Regions from separate parts of the Mus musculus genome. Here region 2 is linked to region 1. A link is a contact called in public ChIA-PET data. All regions are on one chromosome and are shown on one strand. The core of a region is the stretch at or near the end of the contact, and the rest is flanking DNA. Distances in the headings are between cores, read along the strand shown. Region 1 has its middle 7.5 kb from the start of Gm40603. Region 2 holds the start of Vta1 (vesicle (multivesicular body) trafficking 1).

Region 1 (2,703 bases), core at 26-2,525:
AACATTATGTTCCAAAGGCTAATTTTTCTGTGAATTGTTGGAACTACATTTATATTTACATCCACTGATGAATCAGAAACCAATCTCCAGCAATCAGAAATGAAATGATGCCCCAGGACCATTATTTAGTGTTATGGAGAACTCCTGTTAAAGAAACCAGAGGAAGACTCCAAGATAGCTGGGTCCAAATTGGTTCTCATTCATTGTATCTTCCCTGGATCTTTCGTCTTGCATAGATAAATATGTTCTGCCTAAACCTAAGGTTTTATGTACTCATCTTCGTAGATATCTGTAGTCCTAAGTAGCAAAACCTTAAAAATTGGCAGTTTCTTTTATCAACTATGGAAAACAGATTTTACTTGGTAAAAATATTTGAAAATACAATGGAAAGGTGTCAGACAGGGATAAGTTGTCAATAGAAAGGCGTGAGACTGAGGAAACGAGTTAGGTAACCGTTCAAGAAGACCTTCATCCTCAAATTCCTTAGCCGCCCTCCGTGCTATAACTTACAGTAGATCCCTTCCCAGAACTCCAGCCTGGTGAGTTCCAGGCACGTAGAACAGCTTGTGCTTCTGACTAGTGCTCTCTGAAAAGTGCTGTTTGTTTGAGCTGGATGATGTCATTTCCTGGAGAATTCAGGGAGTCATCGTCTTCAAATTCTTGTTCCAACATTTTTCCAAATGAGCAAGGATTTTCGGCATCATCCTTTAATTTGGGGCTAGCACGACTAAAACATTTGTCATAGCAAAGCCCAACAAACCACAGAGCTCAATGCCAGCCTCCCAGTTTTCAGAACCCAGGAGAAACTTACATCACGTGGTGCTTCTGTAACTGGAAGGGCTGTGAGATGAATTTCAGGTGAGCTTCACATCAAAATGAAGTTAGGTGGCCATTTCATCAACATATTTGGTTTAAAGGCAAATTGGTGAGATCAATTGCCTTTATCAAGATGCCCGATGATGCTTTGTTTGGCTTCCATACTAGGGGAAGTCAGAAACCTGGGAAAACAGACATTGAATTTCAGAGTCTTAAATCCCATCCTGCTTTCCCTGCTTAGCTTGTCCTCTGTCTGCCGTGAGAGACTCTCAGCTTGCAAACTGCAATTCCTGCAGCAGAGTGGGTGTTTATGGGGAGGGTGAACCAAGAGCAGCTCGGAGGAGGAGGTCTGGAAGAAGAATAGGATGTGAATTTCAGAGCTGCGAAATGACTGTCTCCACCCACTTCAGAGAAGGAAGTGGTTTTAGTGACAAACATCTCAGGTGTGGGAAGAGCTGTGATGCCTTTCATTCTGTAGTGTAAGAAGAAAGGCCTCCTCACCATTCAGCTGCTCGAGCTCCCCCACTCTCTCCTCCTTCCTGCCTCCTCTCCTGTTCTATAAGCTCAGTTCTTTAGAAGCAAATCTTGCTGCTGCAGCATTTAATGATGTGCCATTGCTTGGCAATAGTTGGGATCAAAAAAAGAAAAAAAAACCCCAGCTCATCAGCAATTTAGATATTAATCATAGGTTCTGAACTTTAAATAGATGCCTGAACTCTGAAAATAATCTTCGTTAAATGAATACAATGTACTCAAGGAGTTGCAGTTGCAGTTGCAGTTTAAATGTTATCTTGTTCATTTGGCTTCAGTATGTTCTTTGGGGGCGCTTTGCATTTTGGTACTTGGGGTAAACTGGGATTCAAACAGTACTCATTACGCAATGTCTGTGGATTTCAGAAAAATGGACATCTCTGGAGTTGCTCCCCAGCTCCGATTCACCCGCGTTGATGAAGCACTGCTAAACCTGGTGGCTCAGAACTTTATTTAGTGTTAGGTAGGACTCTTATTCAAGAGACCAGAAGGAAGACTGCAAGGTACTTGGCTAGAAATGCAGTTAAAAGACTTTTCCAGAGAGTTGGGTGGGTGGAGGGTGGGGTAGACACTCAGCATTTCTTATGGTTGCTAAGTTACATAAGAAGCAAGATCACAATCAGAATGCTGCCTTGGCAAACGCAGAGCTCAGTTTAAAAGGAGGGTAAGTACGATCGATCCTATAAAGCATTTTTGATAAGAGATGCACAGGCTTGTTTATAAGATGATGCCTTAGGGTTACAAGAGCCAAGAGTCCCCTCATCTACTTGACCAGAGCTCGTGCTCAAAAGTCCAGATACAGCCTTTCTCCCCAAGCTGATGCAGATAGTCTATGGGCAGTACCTTTTATTTCTAAACTTTCAAGTTCTACAGATTTGATATAGCAATCCCAGAAGCTCACTGTCTAGGCTCTAGAGCTACTCCTCCTCGGCTTCTGTAGGACTGACATTGAATGGGATTCCTTTCCATTGGGGCTGTTCTGTACATTGTAGAATGCTTAGCAGCATCCTTGGTGCTCGTAAGCAGGTATCAGGGTAAGGCAAGAACCTGCTGGGATTCCGGGTTCTTGCGTCCCTGAATAAGAAATTAGGCCAGAAACTTAGGATACCCAATATACAAGATACAATTTGCAAAACACATGAAACTCAAGAAGAATGAAGACCAAAGTGTGGACACTTTTGCCCCTTCTTAGAATTGGGAACAAAACACCCATGGAAGGAGTTACAGAGACAAAGTTTGGAGCTGAGACAAAAGGATGGACCATCTAGAGACTGCCATACCCAGAGATCCATCCCATAATCAGCCTCTAAACACTGACACCATTGCATATACTAGCAAGATTTTGCTGAAAGGACC
Region 2 (2,700 bases), core at 64-2,563, 390 kb after region 1:
TTAAAGGTATATTCTTCAGCAATTGTGCACAAAGGTCTGGCTTCCATTGTCAACTGAGCAATGTGTTTCTGAACACAGGAAAATGAGGTCCCCTCTACAGTACTGTGGCACTTCTATGCCCGTTCCTGAAATTATAAAATGCGTACTGTTCAAACGCCCCTCCTCTCAGTAGTCCTAGGACCACAGGAGCTGGGTTTTAGTTTTTTTTTCCCAGTACTTAGGAATGCTCGTCAATAGGTAAAAAGGCTCAATAATTAGGATATGTTTGAAGATCATCAAAAGAACAAGAATGGTGGGAACAATACTGGTATGATTTTTATAAAAATGAAGTATAGCCACCGAGTGGCTTGCAGAAGAGGTGGGAATTCAGATCATAAATCAAGTGGAGAATGGCAATTATTGGTGGTGGTAGGGGGACATCCATGCACATTTGAGAAATGAGGTACATACATGTCCACAAGGGAAGGCTTGACTTGGTCCAGATTTTTGCTAACAATGTCCACAACAGAGGACACATCATTTCTGTATTCTGAAAGTTCTTTAGAAACTCAGAGTACAGTCATTTCTTGCAACAAAGATAGGAGTATAATATTCAAATCATAGTTTACATAAAACTACTAGTCCTATCCACTTCACCAACTCTGCATGTCTGAACGGAGTTCAAACTGTGTCCTCTTCAGTAGTATATACATCTCAAACTAGGAATATTGGCATTAAACTTCTTAACTTTCAGGATAGCTAAAGGATGACTCCAAATTCTTACTGGTGGTAATGAGGAGTACGGAAAACAAGTCAAGAACAGTCAAATTCAAATTTTCAGTAGTAGCCACTGTCCACTGAACCGTCTGAGTTTCGGAAGGGACCTGAAAGCTCTCGTGATTAATGCACAGCTTTCGTTATGTTTTCTGTTAGTCTCCCTTCCCACCCATCTCTGGGAAACCTATGACTATCGAGGTTCTCATTCCCAGAAGAAAGAACAGCCGGGAGGCGTGTCCGAGGCTCTAAGCTGGAGAGACGGGGGTCCGGGTGTGGAGGGAGTCTAGTACTTGGGGTCCTCCTGGCCGAGCCAGAGGTCAAGGCTCAGGTCTGAAGCCAGGGGGCGGGGCGGGCCTCAAGAGCGGAGGGAGGCGCGGGGCGCAACCGGGCGGGAGAACGGGGACTCGGAGGGACTCACAGTAGTAGGCCACCACGGGGTCCCGCTTGTCATGCTCCTGCGCCGTTCTCAAATGGTGCTGTATGCTCTTAAACTGCGCGGGCAGCGGCGGCAGAGGGGCCAGCGCGGCCATCTCCACTCCCGGAAGCGCTACTTCCTACTCGCCGGTCACAGATACTTCCGCTTCCGCCTCCGAGCGGGCAATTCTCACCCACGCATCCGTTGCTGAGACGCTTGTCCGCGACGGGTGCCCGAAGGAGACAAACTTACTGCCTGGTTTAAGGCAGTTATTATTTGGAGAATGAGAGTCTCCTGTGTCGCACACGGCTCCAGCGCTCTCTGCTGGTAAGCGGAGATAGAGGTTTTAAATTTAACTTTTGTTTTTGTTTGTTTGTTTGCATGGAATGAATGAAAGAGAAGAAAGGGGAAAATAACGTAAAGGACTTTAACTGCGAGAAAGGAAAACTTCCCCTCCCCTCTCTTTATCTCATGCGTGTGTGTTTTGTTGGGAATATTCTGGCAAGCGTATATACTACTAAGCTACCTTCTCAGCTTTCAAATTTTCCTTCCCTTCCCTCCCTCCCTCCCTCCCTCCCTCCCTCCCTCCCTCCCTCCCTCCCTCCCTCCCTCCCTCCCTCACTCTCTCCCTTGTCTTTATTTTTATGAGACTGGGTCTCACTAAATTGCCAAACTAAGCTTTGGACTTGAAATCCTTTACCCAGGGCTTCCCAGTTAGTAGAGATTACAGACATATGCATATAGATGGGCCACAGTGGGTTTTTTTTTTTTTTTGGTGGGGGGGGGGGAGGGTGGGGTGGAGTGGGGGGTGGAGGTGTCATTAGTTTTAACAGAGAAAATGATCACAAAATAAAAATTTATACATTCACACACACAGAAGTACACGTTATAGCCTTTCTAGAAACTGTAAAGAGATACTGAAAACATGTACTTAAAGGAGATTGGAACTGGAAACAACCATTGCTTTTAGTTTAGAAGTTTTAAATTCTTATATGAGAAACACTATGTTTAAATACTAGATTAAAATTTGCATGTCCAAATACTGGACTGAATAGACAGTCCTTTTCAAACTTGAAAGGTAAACACATGCGAACTAATAAGAATTGAATACTTTCTCTGATATGGCTAGTGCTTGTTTTAGTGAACTATGCGAGTTGATTAGTGGAGGAAGATGATGAACATTAGGAAAGTATTAGTCTGTCTTACTACTTGACAAGATAGAGTCCAGGAGAGTCTGCACTTCTGACTTTATAGCACACCCCACCTTTTCTTTATAGCAGTGATATTTATTTATTTATTTATTTATTTATTTATCTATTGCCACCTCTCCATTGCATAGTATCATCCTTAAGGACTTACATTTCATTTGAACTTTCCTGTATTTTTTTTCTTTTTGTTTGGGTTTTATTTGTTTGTTTGTTTTTTGTTTTGTTTTTTTGAGATAGGGTTTCTCTGTATAGCCCTGGCTGTTTTGGAACTCACTTTGTAGACCAGGCTGGCCTCAAACTCAGAAATCTACCTGCCTCTGC

Evidence for each region. ChIA-PET counts read pairs in DNA pulled down with a chosen protein or histone mark.
Region 2: an RNA polymerase II ChIA-PET map of memory CD8 T cells shows a contact between it and region 1, with 8 read pairs. The contact joins the promoter of Vta1 here to the enhancer-like site in region 1. A contact is called at or near these places in 2 of 484 Hi-C or Micro-C datasets (CD4 T cells and liver), 1 of 115 datasets of contacts at active chromatin or transcription factors (memory CD8 T cells) and 1 of 9 other capture datasets (liver).

The regions. Positions count from the first base shown.
Region 1 is chr10:14,313,571-14,316,273 of GRCm38.p6, forward strand. No RefSeq gene overlaps it. Among named protein-coding and RNA genes, the nearest start is that of Gm40603, 7.5 kb to the right of the region's middle. Within about 2 kb of position 1,276, at least 66 of the 459 cell types and tissues checked have an H3K27ac peak or open chromatin away from gene starts, as enhancers often do. A contact at or near this core is called in memory CD8 T cells, where this site is marked.
Region 2 is chr10:14,704,176-14,706,875 of GRCm38.p6, forward strand. Vta1 (vesicle (multivesicular body) trafficking 1) reads right to left here and starts at 1,314. Exons shown (of 8, transcript NM_025418.3): 1 at 1,175-1,314. The coding sequence starts at 1,286. It overlaps 1700016L04Rik (RIKEN cDNA 1700016L04 gene), which reads left to right and starts at 1,434. Exons shown (of 6, transcript NR_045824.1): 1 at 1,434-1,498.